5 separate regions of the Sus scrofa genome follow, and all the other regions are linked to region 3. The links are chromatin contacts, called in public Hi-C and HiChIP or PLAC-seq maps. All regions are on one chromosome and are shown on one strand. The core of a region is the stretch at or near the end of the contact, and the rest is flanking DNA. Distances in the headings are between cores, read along the strand shown.

Region 1 (3,947 bases), core at 280-2,779, 630 kb before region 3:
GTTCTCGATTATCTGTTTTGAGGAGGACAGAATACAAAACTTGCCAAGTCCTGACATGGTTCTTGGAGGAAGGTAATTTAAATTAGTGGCGGCTAGACGTTCTCAGGTGAATTTAGGAGAAAATGATTTGGCTCTTTTTTGCCCTTCTATCTGCTCACAGACACCCCTGGCTTTGGATCAGTGCGCATTTCTCCGACAGAGCAGGGTCTGCAGTCGGAAGACCTGGCTTGGGTTTGGACGGGCTAGTCGCCACCTGACTGGCCTTGGGAAAGTCATTGAACCCCTCAGATTCTCATTTTCCTCCTCTGTGCAATAAGGATACTAAGTAACACAACCTGCCTTACCCCAGGGTAGTTGAGTGTCAAATCATGTGTGCGCAGCACTTGGTGAACCGCGTCACTGAGACGCTAGTACCAACGTAGGGGCATCCCCGCCTCTGCACCATCTGCCCCCAGGTGAGGGCGTGTGACGGCTGGGCAGGATGCACCTGATAGTTCCTTTATGGTTAACTCCTGATGGTGTGCCCTCCTGGACTGAAGCTGCCACGTGACTCCAGGGACGTCTGAGCACCTATCCCTGAACGCCCAGTGCCCGGAGAGCAGCCAGCAGAGGCTGAGCAAAATCACTCTGAGATGCTGAGGAATCTTTTCCTTCTCCAGCTGAGAACTGATCATCAAAACATGCCAAACAACCATCATTAAACGCAATTTGTAAAATCCAGAATTCAGTCCTGACCCATTGTCCCTTTACTCTCTCTTAGGTATCTTGGAATTTTATCTGCCAGTTTAGAAATCTTTAGTCCTTGTCGGACTTAATTGTGGGGGCAGTCTGCAGTTCTGGGAAGCCAGGAGGAAAAAATAAATCTCCGTTTTGTGTTGGCGTTTGAGCACCCTTCACCATATCCACGTTGAAAGCTGGTGGATACAGCATTAGTTTTTATTTTCTTTAAAAAGAGATATGCTTAAAAAAAAAAGAGATGCGTAAACCAATTCCCAATCCTGGAGACTGAGCTCATCACCCCGTATCGATATCCCAGAGCGTGGACTTGCAGCTCCGCGGCTCCAGCCAATCTGCCCCCGCCGCCCTCAACGCCCTCGCCGCCCTGGCCCAGGTGGCGGCCGGCGTGGCCCGAGAACCCCACCTGGCTCAGCCCGCGGCTGCCGCACAAAGAGCAGAGCAGGCGGCGGCCCGGCCGAGCCGCAGAAAGTAGTCCCGACCACGCCGGCACCGATGTTGTTCGACGTCGCTTCACGCCCTCCGCGGGGAGGGCCGAAGGGGCCGGCCCGGGAAAGAATCCCATCGGAATGCGCCGCCGGGCGGCCTTTCCCCTCCTGCCCGCTTTTGCTCGCCCCTCGCATTTCCCGGGGTCTGCCAGCCGAGGCCGTGCGCGCGGCCCTCTCTCCTTTTCTAAACCGCCCGGGAGGCGGTGCCGAGGGAGGGGGCTCGCCCGCGCGCAGGGAGACCTCGGCGGCGACCCGTGGCGGCGGCGGGAGCCGGTATCCCTGCGCCGCGGCGTGAGAGGAAGAGGCTGAATGAGGAACTGCGCGGGGGAAGCGGGGCGCCGGGGGAGGAGGCGGCGGGATGGAAGCAGACGCTGGCGTCGCGCGAGCCCCGGGCGGAGCGGCGCGGTAGAGAGGGCGGCGGCGGCGCGCGCGGAGCCTTGACGTGCCCCTTTCTTTCTTCTCTCTCTCCGGAAAGCTGGGAAGCATGAGCGTGCAGACCTGCCGCTGCCGCGGCCGCCCCGGCTCCTCGCCTCCCCCTCTTCGGGCCGCCCCTCGCCGGTGAGAGAAGCGAATGCGAGAAGGGAAGATGGGGGCCGTCCTGAGGAGCCTCCTGGCCTGCAGTTTCTGCGTGCTCCTGAGAGGTGGGAAGCACGGGGACGGGGAAAGTTGGTGGGGTTTTGGGGGGAGGGGGCCTCATTCTGTGTGTCTGGGGGAGGGGAGGGAGGGAGGCGAAGAAGGGGAAGAGGAGCGGGGAGAGGCCTGGTCTTGGGGAAGGAGGGAGAGAGGGGCCCGGGAGAAGGGGCTGCGCGCTCCGCCCGGCCACGATGCAGCCCCCGCCTCGCCTGCCCGACCTGGTCGGAACGGATGATTCTAAGTTTACCATTAGCAGCCTGTGCGGGTAACCCCCTGGACCCCCCATTCTTTCCGTGCGACTGAGGGTCGGTGTGTCTGTTTCTGCGTGGAGTCACTGGGGACTAGGGGCTTTGTATGGATTTTGGCCCTTGGAATGTTTGAGCCTGAGATGCTTCAACGTCGGGCTTCTCCTGCCCCCACCTTTTCCGTGTCTGTCTTGTGAACTTTTAGAGCCCTCTTACTATTTTTCCAGGCCTTGTTACAACTAATAATTGGCTTCCTTTGGGGATATAATGATCGTGGGTGAGAGCACAGTTGGAAAGCGACTCCGAGGTTATAGGTCGAGCGTTTCAGCCTTGGGAGTCGTCTGGGCTTCAGCCCGTGATAAAATAGAAACGTTGCCCTTGTAACCCCTGGTATTCAGAACTTGCCCCTATTTTCGGAGCTTGCAAGTGTACAGTTGGCACCAAGCAGGAAAGTCATCCTTGGTGGAGAGGAGCCTGTCCCGGGACCTAAGCTACCATCTGCTGCGCTCCCCGGGAGAATTTGCTCGAGAATCGAGTAAATTCTGTGGTTCCTTGGCTTGTTTGTTTGTTTTTAATTGGCCCGCAAAGCTGTCACATAGGCTGTGACTTTTATTTTGTGATTTTAGTTCGCTGAGGTTTTTGACTGGCCCGCAAGATTTCAGCAGCTATTCTCAAACTTAGCCAGTGTTGAGGCAGTGATGACTCTGATGCTGTGGGGCATTTACCAGCCGAGCAATTTAAGTGCCAATTGATGCAATGATTTGTATGTAGCTTTGGTTTCGTTAAGATTTTCGCTTGTGTTCACTGTCAGTTCTTTTCAGATATGGGACCTCTTGAGTGTAAGGAGATTTTTAGCTATTAATTTAACAGGCTAAACGTTTGTTAAGTGTTCAAACTTAACGGAAGTTTCCAGAGCACGATAGTAACTAACCGTGTTGTGCTATAAATGAGCCAGATAAGCTATTTGTGTGCATATTTATTTATTTTGGATAAGCGTGATTGACAATTTTGAGAGGAGAAATTTTTTTCCTTTATTCGTGTCTCAGGATTATAATGTCTGCATGTTGTATCTACTTATACTTAATAATTGGGACTCAACTGTAAGCACATTCCAAACTATTTCCACGTTTAAACTCCAGAAAGATAGTGCTTATTTCATTTTCTTGGCTGAGAATTTAATGCAGTTTTAAGTACTTAAGAGGTTTAATAAGTATATGTTTATTACAGTTTACTCCTTGTTGAAAGGGGATTATATTTGACATAAGAATATGTGTATATTTAAAGGTTAATAAATAGAATCAGCTGATGGGTTAAAGTCTTGGGGAAATTGAAAATCATTACCTGGCATGCTTCTGGTTGCTCAGTTGTATTTCTTGGAATAGAAGGATTTGATGTAAATGTTTAACACCAAGTTTGAGCCCAGAGTTGGTTTTGGTCATTATTGGAGTTAAGAGAAATAATGAGTTATATTTTGAAATGTGATACTATATATGAAGACCTAAAAGAGTTAATAGTTTAAATTGTCTCATTTCCACTAGGAAACAAAGTTTTGAAAAGTGAAGCTCTCATTTTAAATGTAGCATATTAATGGTATAAGGTGGTCTTTGAATTTAACCTACTTAACTATGTATTTCAACTAAAACTGTTTTTCACTGTGGAAGATTTTTATTCATAACTTATATTCTTTTCATTCCTTGCTAATGTCGTCTTCTGTTAAAACAGTGATATTAGTTAACCTTGGACTCCAGGGAGAAATGTAATTAACTAGTTTAATTAAGCTCATTTGTCTTCACAGAAGAGTTGGAGCTCTAACATTGGGAAGGTGGGATGATGAGAGAGTTGGGGA
Region 2 (3,649 bases), core at 730-3,229, 950 kb before region 3:
TATGAATAGCCTACCCCCTCCCCCAAATGTAATTTCACTCTAGGCAAAACAGTAACACTTTATAGCCCCCACTACAGTTTGCTTGTTTTAGAAATAAGTTCTATGTGATTTTATAGGAAGGTAAAATAATTCAAAATCCAATGTATTTCTGGTGAATTTACTTGCAATTACTGAAGACTCTGAGAAAGTTATTTAATGTCTCAAAGGTTTGAAAAAAGAAACAACTCAAAATTAGTAAATATACCAGGAGAGTCTCAAATTAAGGAAATTAAAGAATACTTTTCTTCAGCATCCTTTCCCAGCCATATCCAGGGAAGATAATGGATATAGTACTCAGATTTAATTTTAATATTAACACTGAAAGATCAAGCTGACAAAGGTTGTTATGAGACATTATCTTCTGATTTTTCTGTAAAACTTTCAGAACTCCACCTTTTTGTTTTGGCAATGGTATTTCCTATTAGGAGGGGTTTGCTATTTCACAAGCAAACTGTTCCTCTAGCGAGTCCCAATTCCAGAGTAGAGCGTTAAGCTTTCTCTGCTATCACTTTCCTCAGTGCCTTCAGCAGGAACAGGAAGAGGAGATAACATAGAACCACACAGGCCGCACAGAGAAGATGGAAAATTTTCCATTATCTCTAGGATGAGTGAAACAAAAACTTGATAGTAGCCAAGTGTTATTGGTTAGGTGAAAGGGGGAAATGAAGGAAAAAGCTACCACAAGCAGCATGCCAGAGACTGTGGAAAGTAAGACCTGTGGAAAGCAGAGGGAACTGAGTGTCTACTTTGAAAACTGGCAAATTCTAGAAGTCTGATTCCTTAAAAAAAACAACAGCAAACCCAACTTCCTAAACATTCTAGAACATCAATAAGCTGATGATCAACAAACTGACCATCACTATCCTCACGAAATATAACGGGACAACACTGCTGTGTTCAGACAGAAAGGTTATATGTAAACTGTAGGAATTAACCAATATTGTTTGTGACCTTATCTTCATAGGGATAAATGATGTGGATAGGGAAAGAGGGATGGGGATGGAATATTAAGACAGATTAACAAGAAGAAATTCACCCCTTTTCTTGGAGAAGGCTTTCGAGAAGAGGTTAGATTCCAGACTCTGGACGAATAGCAACAGGAGCTTAGCAGTGCGTTCCAACCAACCACAGGAAAATAGCACAGAGGGGAGTGAACCGAATATATGAATGGGGCATTGAGTAAGCGAGCCTGAGAGGAGAAAGGGAGACCGTCGAGGGGAACAGGGCCGGTTCAGGGTGCCCTAGTGAAAGGGCTCCCAAGTGGAGAAAAGCTGGGAGGCGGCAAGGGAAGGAACAGAGAAGGCACAGTAGTTTCTTCACTTATCTCGGGAGGCAAGTCAAGGACTAAGGTTGGAAAAGCTGACCAACCCGTTGGCCTTGGGTGTGAACATTTTCCAGAGGAGTGGGCCCTTGCTGGAAAAACGCAGGCCGCTCTTCCCTGAATTCCTGCCAGGGTACCTGGGGTCACAGCTGGAGGCGCAAGGATGCCTAAGGCAGGTGTTTCTCGGGTGTTGGCGTGGACTACGGAGTGAGGCTCGGCTGCTGGACGAGCACTTAGCGACAAGCAGGCGGCGGCGCTGCGCGTGCAAACCCCAGGACTTACCTTACTGTCATCCATCTCGGCAGACAGGCCGGCCCGGTCGGGCGCTCCCTCCCCCGACCCTCCCTCTGCTCAGCCGGTCTGGCCCGGCCCGGCCCCGCCCCGGGGGAAGAAGGGGATATGGTTCTGACTGCCCCCTTCTCTTGCCTAACAGTTCCCTTCCCTGATGCCACAGTCACGGGAATGAGGGACCAGTTCAGGAATGGCAGAGCGGACCCTGGAGGCGGCCCAGAACGCCTCCCTTCGCCGCCACCGCCTCCTCCTCCCCCTCCATGACAGGCTCTGGCTGTGTTTACAGACGCCCTGGAGAGCGGCCCGGACCAGAGGGTAGGCGGGAGCGCGGCGCGCGGATTGGCCGCTTCGGCTGCCGTTGCGCCGCGGGATTCTGGGGATTGTAGTTTTCCTTAACGTAGTCTCTGCATGGCTAACTAGGAAGGAAACTACAATGTCCACAGAGCCTCAGCATGGCGTCTGTTTTCCGGACGGGGAGCGCTGTGGAGGAGGGGCCGAAACTACCTTTCCCACAGTGCAGGCGGGGGGGTGTTTGGGCCCCCGGTTCCCGCGGCCTGGGCGCTGGGAGGAGACCGTTGGGGCTCCGTAGGGGCGGCCCTGGGAGCGGGCCGTTTTTAGGGACACCGAGGAAACTCTGAAGGTTATTTTAAAAATTAAAAAAAGAAAACAAACCCTTAGAATGTAAAATGGTACAGCTTCTTGGAAAAAACATTTGGGAGTTAGTCTCAGTATTAGACGTGGAGCTACCACATGGCCAACAATTGCATCAGAAATGACACTCTGTGTCCCCACGAAGACTTGTGCAGTAATGTTCTGTCCTAGCAGAGTTATTCATAATGTCGGAAGGTGGAAATAACCCAAATGTTCAACAGGGGATGAATGGATAGGCCAATTGTATTTATATACAAAGGAATATTATTAGTCCATGAAAAGGAACACATGCTGCAATGTAGATGAGCCTTGAAAACATGCCAAGTGAAAGAAGCCAGACACAAAAGGCCACATATTATAGATTCCATTTAGAATGCAATTTTTTAGAATAGTAACATTTAAAGAAGAAGAAGTTGACGGGTGGTTACCAGGGGCTAGGGCTGGGGAGCAGCAGGAGGGAGGAGGCAGGGAATGGGGAGTGGTTGTTAACGGGTACTAGGTTTCTTTAAAGGCAGTGAAACTTCTAAAGTGTATTTAGTGGTGGCTGCACAACTCTATTCTAAAAATCACTGAATTGTGTACTTTAAATGAGTGAACATTATGGTATGTGAATTACATCTCAATCATTAATAATGAAGAGTGTTTTGTCATCCTGATTTAATAGAGTCAGTGAGCTTCTTGTTTTGGCCTATGTTAGGCCATTGAGAATTTGACAAAGTTTGTGTGTTCATTAACGTTCTTCTGGAGAGCCTTTTGACTCCTTTTCAGACTCCTAAAGTGCTTTGTTAAACTCTTCCAAAATTCAGCTGAGGTAGAGTTCTCAGATTTAGCAATAAATATATAGGACATTCACATTTGAATTTCAGGCAAACAAATACCCCTTTAGTACAAGTATGTCCATATAATACTTGAGACACACTTTTACTTTTTAAGAAATGCTGCTTATCTGAAAGTCAGATTTAACCAAGTGTCTTCTGTTTTAACTGGCAACTCCAAATTGAGGAAGAGCAATAAAGGAAAGTTGAATCATCTCTGTCCGATCTATACAACACTTCAGAGGAACTAAAGCCAGTCAGTTCCTCAAAAGTAAATGCCACCAGAATTCCTGCTGTGGCACAATGGAATTGGCAGCATCTTGGGAGCACTGGGAAGCAGATTTGATCCCTGGTCCAGCACAATGGGTTAAGGATCGGGTGTTGCCACAGCTGCGGCTTAGATAGCAGCTATGGCTTGGATCTGATCCCTGACCTGGGAGCTCCATATGACAAAGGGCAACCAAAAAAAAAAAAAAGTAAATACCACATGGTCAAGTCATGTTGTGAGGTTTCGACCTCCTGCCCAGCAAGG
Region 3 (3,922 bases), core at 1,001-3,500:
GAGAGGGTAAATAAGGGGAAAAAAAAGATATGCCAACTATGGCGGCAATGCTTATATCACATTTAAAAGAGTGCGCCATTTGGGACTGGTTCCATCCACGTGTGCAAGGGAAGGGCTGCTGGAATCTTCTTCCACGGCGGGGTGCCTGCAGCACCCACACATAAGCCCCTCAGAAAGGCAGGCACACGCAATTGCTTTAGAAGAGGTATCAAGAAAAGTCACAGGCTTGCTTTTTGTTGTTTTTCACCCTAAAATTACTGTCCTATAGCTGGTCCAGTTCTCTGGAGCTCAAGTTTACTGCCATCGAACCATATAAAATTTACTGATTTAATACCCCATCACTTAGTTACCACTGCTTGGGTTATGACTTATCAGATAAACTAGCTTGGCTGTATGGTAGGACTTTCTTGAACTTTCCCAGACTCCTAGAATAGAGTTTACACAGCAAAAGAAATTGAAGTATCAACCTACTTAAGTTTTTTACCCCAACACCCCCTCTACCACAGACTTAACTGCTGCCTCCCCCCAGATAGGTACAAACACAGAAACCCGAAAGTTCCCCTGGGTGTTTTTTGCCAGGTAAAAACAATTAAACCCAACCCACCTTTTCAAGTTCACATTAACCCTACTTCAAACCCATGAGAATCCTCCCTGATTAAAAAAAACCCACTAAAACCTGAGTATAATTGTGAAAGCCTAATAAGCAAATATGATAAAATACTGTGTTCCCGCTAAACAGATTCTGCAGAAAAGCAATGTTAAAACAGTACAGGTTTCTCGAATTCCCCACCAATGAAGAAAACCAGTTATTTGTTCCTTGTTGCTGCAGGGTCCACTCAATAAATGCATCTTAAATGGGCCAAGCCATAAACAAACAAACTTCAGCAGCTTCAGCCTCTCACAGAAGCAGCAAGGCTTTTCCATCTGGGTACATGGGACAGTGAAATGAAAGTGTACAACAAAAGCAGCAATGGCAAAAATAACTGGGGGAGATGGATAAATCATTCTGCCTCCTCACGGTGGCAAACTTTACGGCAACTTTTTAGAAGCAACAAACCGCAGCACCACTAGCCTTTACAGACACACACATACACATATATAAATGCACAAATACAACCACTTGGAAGCTAAGTACTGTGTTTGCAAACATCCTCCACCCTCCTGCACTTACAATACTGCAAACCATGGCCAGAAAGCCGGGAGATTTCTACGCTTAGATATCCTCTCTGCACTGTCAAACCGGGAAGGTCATTTTTCCTGGTCACTTAAATAATTCTCTCTCCCTGCATCGCAGGAGTTTTTTACTTTGGGATTGCTCAACTTTCAGATGCATCCGAGTAAAACAACCATTCAGCAACTTTATTCACCTTGGTTTAAAAAAAGAAACAAACAAACAAACAAAAAGAAAGAAATTCATTGTGCAATGCCCAGGAAAAGCTGACACCACGACTGTCTCTTCCACAAGCGCTTGCAATTACAATCGGGGTTGGGGGTGGGGGGAGGAATCTGTCTGATCAGACTCCGGGAGCCTTTCTTTCTTTCTTTCTTTCTTTTTTTTTTTTTTAAAGAAATGATTCCAACCCCAATGGGGCTGGAGAACTTTTTTTTCTAAGGAGACCACCCCTCGGGAACAAAAGTTACATTTTGGTCACATGTTGGGAGTAGGAGCAGGGAGCAGGTTTTTTAAAAAGAGCACTAATTACGGGGCTGTTTTACGGTCCTAGACACCACTCGGGATCCTCCTGACCGATGGTGACGGGCATTTCACCGTCAAAAAGAAAGGGGGTGGGGTGGGGGCGCAGGAGCCGGCAGGGGGCTCGGCGGGAGGGGGGAGTAGCAAGGTTACGCTAAAGGGTACGGCAGCCGCCGCGAGCTGCATCTCCTTCCCCGGCGCCCCAAATAATTTCCTGCGAACAGAGCGACTGCAGCAGCCCCCTCGGAACTGGAGAGCCCAGCAGGACTGGCCGGGCCAGTGCAGCTCAAGGTTTTCCACCCCGGAGAGGGAGGGGGAGAAGATCTTTACCTTAATGCTACACTGAGCAGGAGTCTCAGACATGTCTCACAGCGAGAGAGATCAGGAAGTTCTCAGTTTTTTTCCACTTTCCTTTCCTCTCCCCAACCCAGAAACGCTCCACGGCCAGCCGGACGCGGTCATTTAAGAAGTTTCTTGCAGCATCTCTCCCGGCGGCCGCCCCGGGGGGCCGCGAGCGCGCGGGGCGGGGCGGGGCGCCGGCGGAGTCGCCGCGCGGGGCGGCGGGGGCGTGGGAGCCGGGCGGCGCGGCGGCGGGGTCTGCAGGTCGCGGCGCGGCACGGCGACCCGGGGCGCAGCCCGGCCGGCCTCCCGCTCTCTCCTCCCACCCGGGCCGGCGCCCCCGCCCCCCGCCCTCCCGCCGCTCTCCCTCGCTAGTTCTCTCGAATGTTTTCCTTCCTGGAAGAGAGAAACTGAAAGGCAGAACTGAGAAAGCTCTTTGCTCATTGATCTTGAGAGTTTCAGTGCAGAAACTGACGTGAATTCCCAGCACTGAGCTCTGCCTCTTAAAGGAGCCACCAGGAAATAAAAGCTCGGGTTACAGGCCGGCATCGGGGAAATAAAAGCCGCGCTGGGGGAGGGGCGGCGGCAGCGGCGGGGGCGCGGGCGGAGGATCCCGGGGGAGCGGGGCCGCGTGAGGCCGCGGTGGCTAACGAGGCGGGCGGCGCAGCCCCCTCCGGCCAGCGCTGGGCTTCCCAGGCTGGGCCGGGCCGCGCCAGGCTCGTGGAAGACACGCCAAGAAAGGTTCCATCGGGGCCCCAGAAACCTCAAAACAGGTTTTATTAAGCGCCCCCCCTCCCCGAGCTCCGTCTCTCGGATACTTTGGAAGGCACAAGGGTTTTTTTGTATTTTTTCCCCGCCGAGCGGAGACGCAATGAAAATAATTATATAGGAAAGGGCATTCCGGTAAGGACGCGGAATCCGAAGGAGGAAATAAAACAATAGCCTTTGTTCTGCTTCTCGACCGCGGCCTCTTTAAGAGAATCCACCAGGAAATGGGAGATCGGGTTACAGCCCGCACCGGGGAAAAGGGGCTAGCGAGCGAGCGCCGGAGCGCGACGCTGGAGACAAAGCCGGGAGGCCGCCCGCAGACGCCGAGCCCCGTGGGCCGGGGAATCCCCGCGAAGGTGGGCGCCCCGAAAAGGGGAGGCGCGCTTGCCGGGGATGCGGCCGCCGCGGGCGCTGCCCCAGCCCCGCATGCGTTGTGGAGAAGGGAAGGCTGCCGGGCAGTTATCAAAGGCAGTTGAGTTCCTTTTCCTGACACCCCCCCCCCCTTCCTCCGGGTTTCGAAATCCGCTGTCCTTTTAAAGAAATAGCGGCCGCTACCAACCGAAATAGGTGACTCGACTACTGAGTTGACAGGACGCGTGCCTGGAGATAATACTCCTCCCCGGGACCACAGCTCTGAAACCGTCATTGGCGGATAGGATGCCCCCGGGATCCTGCCGGGGGAGGAATATTTGGTGGAAAAAAAAGAAACAACAAAAACACTTAGAGGAGGTTTCGAGCCAGTCGGGCTGAGGGTTCTAGCCTTGAGTGCACGTACTCTGATCACTCTACTGTTTCTATTGTTATTTATAGTCTCTGAAAATGTTTGCAAGCGTCCACTGCAGAAAGTTGAGAGCATTATGCCTAAATTCTAAACCCTTATCATACGTATAGGTTTGATGTATGGATGTGTATTAAATTACAGATAGGTAAGTACATCTGTATAAATATAATGCGTGTTATGTAGTATATACAGGTATACCAGGACAGATTTCCCAAGCTGCCCTATCCTACGGACCTTTCCTACCAACTTCCCTTCCTCTCTCCACATAATAAATTGTGTTCAGAATTTTTCACACGCTCATTCGAAGAACACTTTAAACCAGAATTTACTAAAGGGTTGGA
Region 4 (3,775 bases), core at 776-3,275, 700 kb before region 3:
TAGCTGTGGTGCAGGCCAGCAGCTGCAGCTCTGATTCAGCCCCTAGCCTGGGAACTTCCATATGCCGAACATGCAGCCATAGAACTGCCCTGCCTCCTGGAGCCGAAAGTCTGTGTCTTGGCATTCACTGCATCTCAGCTACTTTCACTGCTCTTCAAGAAATCTCTCTTACCCTCTTTTGCTAATTCACCTAATGTTTTACAAATCCCAGGCCAGAAATCTTTCCTGCTACAAAGTAATTGCTCCTTCCCTAGACCCCATACAAAAACAGATTTTGCTAGATTCTAGTTAGCCTCTACTACTCATCTGAAAATGGGGCTACTGCAAGGATTAAAGAGGAACACATGTGAAGCACTAAGCACAGGGGAACAGGCAAGTTGCAACCTATGCTATTGGGTAATACCAATTAGTGCAATCTAGTACTATTTAGAGCTCAGGCTGTTGGTTAGTAGGTGAGCAATCCTATTAAAAAGATGCCACACTTCTTCCCAAAGAATGTTTCTGGCCTGACACAGAGGCAAGAAAGTAAGAGGTAACATCTATTTCTGTGTTTGTTATAACAGATACTACATTCTGGGTCTTCCAAAAAAAAAAAAAAATAGCAAAGCTAGTACATGCTGCACACCATAAAAAACTGTCTAATCTAGCTCCCGGAATGGTCTGAACTAGAAGGGCAGCTTTCAGTGTGGAATCCCCTGATCTGTTAGCGTCTATATTTCTGAAGTACAGATCCTACCAAGAACAGAGCAGTTCTATGACCAGAGCTCTTTTTAGGCTCCAGATATAAGCCAATTTGGATTAACAACTCTTATCCAGGGCAACTCCAGTGGTCCCAGGGTTTGGCAGGTAACAAAGAGGAGCAAATGATTCTCAGTTAGCAAAGCATCACCTGTTTTATTTACTGACTGCTCATTGTATTACAGGAACAGTAAGCTCCCGTTCCTATATCAAACTCGGAGAGAAATCTAAAAAATATGGATGAGTGAAGAATAAGAAAAACATCAGAACCTGCCTTCCCAAACAACTTCTATATTAAAAAAGGAGCCGAGAAATCTTCCGATTGGTTGCAGTTCCTGGGCACCAAAACCAAGGCACCAAAACCAAGGCTGCAAAACACCTGTCACACATCCCTCTGAAAAGGAATCTCTGGGACCCACTTCTAAGAAGGAATCTGTTCTTTGAGGTCTTGTCTGTGAACCATACACTGTGCGACCAAACCTCACTGTCAGGCATCAATACTAAAGCCAGATATTATTTAGGTCCTCTTTCAAAGCGTAGGCTACACTGAGAGAAACACAGCTGTTTTGAAAATTAATGGGCACGGGCGGCCACCTGGCTCAGCTTGCAATCACAGGCACTCACTACCATTGGGAGAATCAAAGCCAGGCCAGATGGTTACTTTTTTTTTTTTTTTTTTTTTTTTTTTTTTTTTTAAGGAAAAAAACACGGTGAGAGCTTTCTGTGCGTTCCTGTCACCCGTCCCAGTCCCCACCAGGCTGGGAGGTAGCCCGCTCCGCAAGCAGGCAGGACTGGCTGGAGGAGAGGGGAAGTTAGGACACCGACCTGAGGAGTTCAGATCGTTGGGTCGGCTCTCGGCCTCGGAGCTCTGCTCACTGCCCATGGTTGCCGGCAGCGGTGGCAGCGGAGGAACGGTGGAACGGGCGGTGACCGCTCCGGCGGCGGGGCGACAGGGCAGGGGCCAGGGACCTAGATGAGAAAGCTACACGGGCTGCGGTGTGGGGATGGCGCGCCCAACCCAACGAGTGGCGCGGGCGGCAGGGGACAGGAGGCCCTACTTGGGGAACTGACTGCAAGGATACGTGGCTGGGCTACACGCCCCTCGCCGCCTTCTTTGGGGAAACCCAAGACCAAAAGGCAGGGGAACGCCCGGCACCAGCCGCGCCCGCGGCCGGCGGGCGGCGCCGCTTTCACTCACTCGCTTGCTCAGACGCCGCAGCTCGCTCCTTCCGGGACGCCAATTGGCCGCGCCGGCTGCGGCGGCCGTCAGTTCCGGGTTAGAGGGCCCCCGCCCCGGCCCGAGGGAGGGCGGGGAGACTCGCGCGGAAGACTCCCGCGGCGCAGCCTTAAAGGGCCCAACCTCCTCAAAGACAGAACCGCCCCGCAGGGTGCAGCGTTTCCTGTTGTAATATTGCACATCACCTTTAAGCATTATTCACACACTAGGCACTTTACTCCTATTTTTAGAACTTTACATAATAGGTTTGGGGGGAGTTTGTTTTTGTGTGTGTATTTTGGGCATTTATTGTTTTCCGTTTTAACTGAGATATAAGTGACATATAGCATTATATTAGTTTCAGGTGTACAATGTAATGGCTCCGTATTCGTATGTGTTGTGAAATCTTAAATCTTGTTTTACAAATGGCAAAATAGAGGTGTTAGACTTAGGGTTGGAACCCATAGCTGTCTGAATGCAAAGTTCCTGTTTCAGTTCCAAAAGGTGGAAGTTTGGCAGTAGACAACCGTGCAAAAAAAAAAAAAAATACTTGATGGTAAAGGACGGAGTTGAAAATGAGAGCAAAATGAATAGAAAATGCTGACTCGTTTGTTAGATGTTTATGCATCTTCAAAGGAAAGTGGATGCCCCAAGTCTCGTCACTTTCTGGGGAGCTTGACAATTATCACAGGGCATTCTGAAACTAGCAAAGGCGGAAAAGAAGTATGGGTAACGCAAAACAGAAACTGCCAACTTTCTCGCATCGTGTACGAAGACTTAACAATGTATTCCCATCAAGGAGTTGAGCGGTTCTGGGATTCTCAGAACTTTGCAACTCATATTGTTTGTTTTACGAAATTTCAAGCGAATACCCTGAGATTATATATACATAAACGTCTTATGCATATCATCAGAAAGAGTGTCAAATTGATGAAATGATTAAATCCCTTCTATTCTGCAGTATCACAAACATTTCACCTGCTTTAACTCATTTAATTTTCCCAATAACCCTGATGACCATAAGCAGGTAATTTCCTCATGGTCACTAGGTAGTATGTGGTGAAACTAGGATTTGGGATTCTCTGGTTATAAATCTCATGCTCTTTCCTCTGCTCCCCATCACAGTACTGTCCTCCCTGGGTATCCTCTGGGGGATTGGTTCCAGGACCCCCTGCCTCTGGAGGATACCAAAATCCATGGATATTCAAGTTCCTTACAGCTGGCCCCTCTAAATCTGCAAGGAAGAAATCTTGGGTATGGAGGGCCCACTGTACCATGAGAAAAATTCAAGTGAACATAAATTCAGTATTTGGTGAGAATGTGAAGATAGAACTAAAAACTGCCTGAGAGATCAAAAGAGTTTCCTAAGAGGTGATGTTTGACTATAGTCTTGAAGTTTACATAAACCACCAGACTTATGGAACTGGGAAAGGCCCGCTAAGTAATGTGTCCATTCCCTCTTGCAAAGCCCTTGGTTCTTCTCTCAGATATTTGGGGAGGATGAGCGAGAAGGCAAAGAAGGGAAAGTAAGTCATAGTCTGACTCTTGTTCCCTCTCCCACACCAATATTTAATTGTGTTCTATACCCTAATCCATACTGATGTGATGGTGATTTTTATGCTTCCCTTTGGATAAATGTTTCATTCTAGAAGGGATCCATCAATTGATGAATGGATAAATATATCATCCCAGGAGTTCCTGCTGTGGCCGAACAGCATCAGTGGTGTCTCAAGAGCACTGGCATGCAGGTTCAATCCCCAGTTCAGCACAGCGGGTTAAAGATCTGGCATTGCCACAGCTGCAGCGTAGTTCACAGCTGTG
Region 5 (4,007 bases), core at 1,407-3,906, 560 kb after region 3:
AAAAATGAGTTAACAACATGAAAAAAACCTCAGAGCAGGCTTTAGACCAACATTAGATACTCATAATGTAGCACTTAGGTGCATAGTATATAGTTTAATAAATATGTGCTAATGCATGAGCATATGGATTAATGAGTAAGCAAAGGAATGGAAAACTGTGTGCATCCGTATCAAAATTGCTTTCTTGTTATGATTATTAAAACAACAGATTATATTTATTTTAATTAATTCTCTCTAGATTTATTTAGCACAGTACCAAGAACTCCCAGCTGCTTGCTGCTTTTTTTGGATGAAAACGATGAGTAGTTTTGGGAGTCATTCCAGCACAAAATTCTAGGAAATCCCAGGATGCATCTGTAATTATTTTAGGGTCTTCCAGAGGTTGGAGACCACACCTGTTAGTCATGAATTATTTTCCAAGGGTGAATATATATATAGAGAGAGAGTGGTTTTGGCTATTAGATTGGAGTTTGAACAGTTCAAGCCCTCATTTTTTTCCTTGCAATCCAATTTTGCATAGCAATGATAATCATTTTGTTAGATAAGAAAGTCAATGGCCAATCCTCACCAGAATAAATCATGCATATAATTTTAACTGACTATACTCTTTAAAACTAAGAAATAATTTAACCACACTTAGAATCAAACTAGCATTTTTTTAACATAACTACATATAGATAATATCACTGTATGGTCCATATTACAGTCTAAAATATGAATTTAACATTAACACCTTTGTCAATTAAAAATTTAAAAATATAGATGAGTTACATGGAAAAGTCAAATATTCCATATTTTTTTTTAACTACATATAGATAATATCACTGTATGGTCCACATTACAGTCTAAAATATGAATCTAACATTAACACCTTTGTCAATTAAATATTTTAAAATATAGATGAGTTACATGGAAAAGTCAAATATTCCATATTTTGCTTTTTTTTCCTAAGAATTAATTTTTAAGTTGTATTTTTCATGGATGGAGTAAGAAAGCAATAAAGCAGGGCATTACAATTATTGATAATGCTGGAATCTAATATACAACACAAATGAATCTTTCCACAGAAAAGAAAATCATGGACATGAAAAACAGACTTGTGGTTGCCAAGGGGGAGGGGAAGGGGGAGGGAGTGGGATGGATTGGGAATTTGGGGCTAATAGATGCAAACTATTGCCTTTGGAATGGACAAGCAATGAGAGCCTCCTGTACAGCACTGGGAACTTTGTCTAGTCACTTATGATGGAGCATGATAATGTGAGAAAAAAGAATGTATACATGTATATGTAACTGGGTCAGCTTTCTGTACAATAGAAAATTGACAGAACACTGTAAACCAGTTATAACGGAAAAAATACAAGTCATTATTTAAAAAACAATTATTGATAATGAATGTGTTCGTAAGTAAGTGAGTGTGGAAAATGTTGGTCTTTTTATTTGTTTTCATTTAGTAAACATTTACTATGCTCTAACTCTGTGTTAGGTACTGTGTGCTAACCAGTGGGAATATAATGATGAATTACACCTGATAACTACCCTTCTGATGCAGCCACAGAACATAGAATTCTGGGGTCGGGCGAGGTTGGAGGGTGTAAATGATTTAGGGGAATAAGGAATGAAAAACGGAATTTTTCGTTAGACCAGACACTGGAGTTACATGTGATAATCCCATCCACGTTCCTTTGAGGAAACCAACTCTGGGATATTGAACACCTCGTCCAAGTTGACTCCATTAACTAAGAGCAGCACTAGAGTGTAAACCTAGACTTGCCTGGATCCTGGAGGCAAAGGACGCCTGATAGCCTGTATCCCAATAGTTCTTGAATACAGAGCACGGTCCCTCTGGCCTGGTGTTCAGCATGATCTCGTCCATTCTCCAAAGGCCATGTGAGCTCTGCAAACGGACTACCGTTTATTGGGTGATCCGTTTCTCTGTTACTCTCCTCCCTGAGGCTAAGAGGGCTCAGTTGCTTAAGTTTTCACTAGCTGGCAGGGGCAATTAGAGAAGAAGGTAAAATTTATCCTCCCCCCCAAGTATAGTATTATTACATATATATTAGCAGCTCACTATTTGTTGCCATTACATTGATGTAAACTCTGATATTTGCATTACTTCATGGAGGTTTGGACCTCAGTTTCCTCACCTGTGGATTATAGAAGAAACCATCTAACATCTTTCAAGAGGAAGTAGCCAAATAGCTTTAAGATTGTATAATTCCAGTTCTTCACTGCTGTATCAGAAACAGTTTTTCGTGCTTCATAAACGTTGCATGGATAACTAGAACGGATTTTAAAAGCCAGTATTTGAGAGAGAGAAGCGCCCGGTCATTTGGATGCCCTACTTTGCTCCTCCTAGAAGATGTGGTTAGGCAGGAGTGCCCCGCTGCCCGGCTCCAACAAAGGGCCGGCAGAGCGTGCTCGGCAGAAAACTCCAGAGTACCCTGCCAACCTCAGATCCACCCTTGCTTTCCTTTCCCGGCCACTCGGGCCCCTGCTCTCAGTCCCGGGCCGATCGGCGGGTGGAAAGGGCACCGGGCCCCTTTAAATGCTAATGAAGTCGATGCCCAACTCGGGAGCCAACTCTCTCCACCCTCTTCCCTCTCCGGCCGGTGCGCCGCCTAGAAAAACTTGCGCGGGGCCATTTTTGGGGCAGTAAGATCGAGCGAGGAGCCCAAGAGCGAGCGCACAGCCCGAGAGCTCGAGCCGCCTCCGCCGCGAGACCCACCTCGGCCGCCGCCGCCCGCGCCACGAGATCCGCACCGGCCTCCCCGAGAGCGAGCCCCGGCCGCCGCGACCTCCAGCTGCGCTAACCGCCGACCAACCGCCACCGAGGTGCCCGAGGGAGAGCGGAGGAGGCGGCATGAGCGAGGCGGGCGAGGCCACCACCACCAGCACCACCAGCACCACTACCACCACCACCACCCTCCCGCAGGCTCCGGCGGAGGCGGCCGCCGCGGCCCCCCAGGACCCCGCGCCCAAGAGCCCGGCGGGCAGCGGCGCGCCCCAGGCCGCCGCCCCGGCGCCCGCCGCCCTGGTAGCGGGCAACCCGGGTGGAGACGCGGCCCCCGCGGCCCCCACGGCCCCGGGCACCGCGGCCCCCGCCTCTTCGGCCGCCGCGGGCAGTGAAGACGCGGAGAAGAAAGTTCTCGGTGAGTCAGGCCCGGGAGGATGGAGGCTGCCCCGGGAGGAGCGGGCGGCCGCGGAGCACGTGTGGGCAGCTCCCACGCCTGTCCCGCTCCGCGGGAGGCCTGACAGCACGGGGTCCCCGGGGACCTCGGGTCCCTGGCGCAGGTGGCCAGTCCCCCAGGCGCTGCCAGGTGAGCGCGCGGCGCCCTGCGCTCCCCGCCGCCTGAGCGCGTCCCTTCAGGTCCCAGGCCCGTGAGGGACGGGACTTAACTTGGATCCCCTGGGCACGCACTGTCGCACACTCCCATGGCGAAGCATCCCTCCGGACAAAGGGGAAAGGAGCGGCGGTCGGGAAAGAGGATCCAGATTTGGGATAGATGCGGATGTAGGGATGGGACAGCACCCACGTGGGACGGGGACATAGTAGTCCTCGCCTAGGTTCTGGGTGAGGAGAGCATTTCCTTCGGGGGAGAGGAAGGCGCCGGACCAGACGGGAGGGAAAGGTGCAAAGGCATCTTGCTGGGAAGGCTCAGGTGTCTGTCCCTGACGCCCTTCCCACGGGGGCGCAGGAACGAGGCCACGCTTCTGTCGGCCACATGTCGGCGGAGAGGTGTTGCAATCCTCTCCGGGAAACTTGGGCTTTGGTCCCTCGTCCCCCTCCCTCTCTGCCCGCTGCTGCAAAGAACCAGTCAGTGTTTTCCAATCCCTACACATTTGCTTCTTCCCGGATTGTGGGAAAGCATTTGGTGCAGCAGCTGAAAAAACTTCGTCGGAAGTGTGGGTATGACGTTAGTTCGCAGCATCGTTATCTTGGGACTTGGAACTCCGGGAAGGAGATCGGAAGAGGAGCCATACAGGTCGGGGGTGGGGGAGCAGGGCAT

What was found. A called contact is a pair of places that touch in the nucleus more often than the background predicts. HiChIP or PLAC-seq counts read pairs in DNA pulled down with a chosen protein or histone mark.
Region 1: an H3K27ac HiChIP or PLAC-seq map of alveolar macrophages shows a contact between it and region 3. The contact joins the promoter of LRP6 here to the promoter of ETV6 in region 3. A contact is called at or near these places in 1 of 5 promoter capture datasets (liver) and 1 of 2 datasets of contacts at active chromatin or transcription factors (alveolar macrophages).
Region 2: an H3K27ac HiChIP or PLAC-seq map of skeletal muscle shows a contact between it and region 3, with 5 times the contacts expected there. The contact joins the promoter of CREBL2 here to the promoter of ETV6 in region 3. A contact is called at or near these places in 1 of 5 promoter capture datasets (liver) and 1 of 2 datasets of contacts at active chromatin or transcription factors (skeletal muscle).
Region 4: a contact with region 3 is called in an H3K27ac HiChIP or PLAC-seq map of alveolar macrophages. The contact joins the promoter of BORCS5 here to the promoter of ETV6 in region 3. A contact is called at or near these places in 2 of 5 promoter capture datasets (fetal liver and liver), 1 of 47 Hi-C or Micro-C datasets (subcutaneous adipose tissue) and 2 of 2 datasets of contacts at active chromatin or transcription factors (alveolar macrophages and skeletal muscle).
Region 5: a Hi-C map of skeletal muscle shows a contact between it and region 3, with 6 times the contacts expected there. The contact joins the promoter of YBX3 here to the promoter of ETV6 in region 3. A contact is called at or near these places in 1 of 5 promoter capture datasets (liver), 3 of 47 Hi-C or Micro-C datasets (heart right ventricle and skeletal muscle) and 1 of 2 datasets of contacts at active chromatin or transcription factors (alveolar macrophages).

Annotation. Positions count from the first base shown.
Region 1 is chr5:60,147,512-60,151,458 of Sscrofa11.1, forward strand. LRP6 (low-density lipoprotein receptor-related protein 6) reads left to right here and starts at 1,530. Exons shown (of 24, transcript XM_021092344.1): 1 at 1,530-1,864. The coding sequence starts at 1,795.
Region 2 is chr5:59,829,218-59,832,866 of Sscrofa11.1, forward strand. CREBL2 (cAMP-responsive element-binding protein-like 2) reads right to left here and starts at 1,980. Exons shown (of 4, transcript XM_021092337.1): 1 at 1,643-1,980. The coding sequence starts at 1,657.
Region 3 is chr5:60,774,542-60,778,463 of Sscrofa11.1, forward strand. It overlaps ETV6 (transcription factor ETV6), which reads right to left and starts at 2,251. Exons shown (of 8, transcript XM_005652587.3): 1 at 2,024-2,251. The coding sequence starts at 2,056.
Region 4 is chr5:60,070,951-60,074,725 of Sscrofa11.1, forward strand. It overlaps BORCS5 (a long non-coding RNA gene), which reads right to left and starts at 2,026. Exons shown (of 4, transcript XR_002344101.1): 1 at 1,564-2,026.
Region 5 is chr5:61,335,212-61,339,218 of Sscrofa11.1, forward strand. YBX3 (Y-box-binding protein 3) reads left to right here and starts at 2,657. Exons shown (of 10, transcript XM_003126475.3): 1 at 2,657-3,149. The coding sequence starts at 2,861.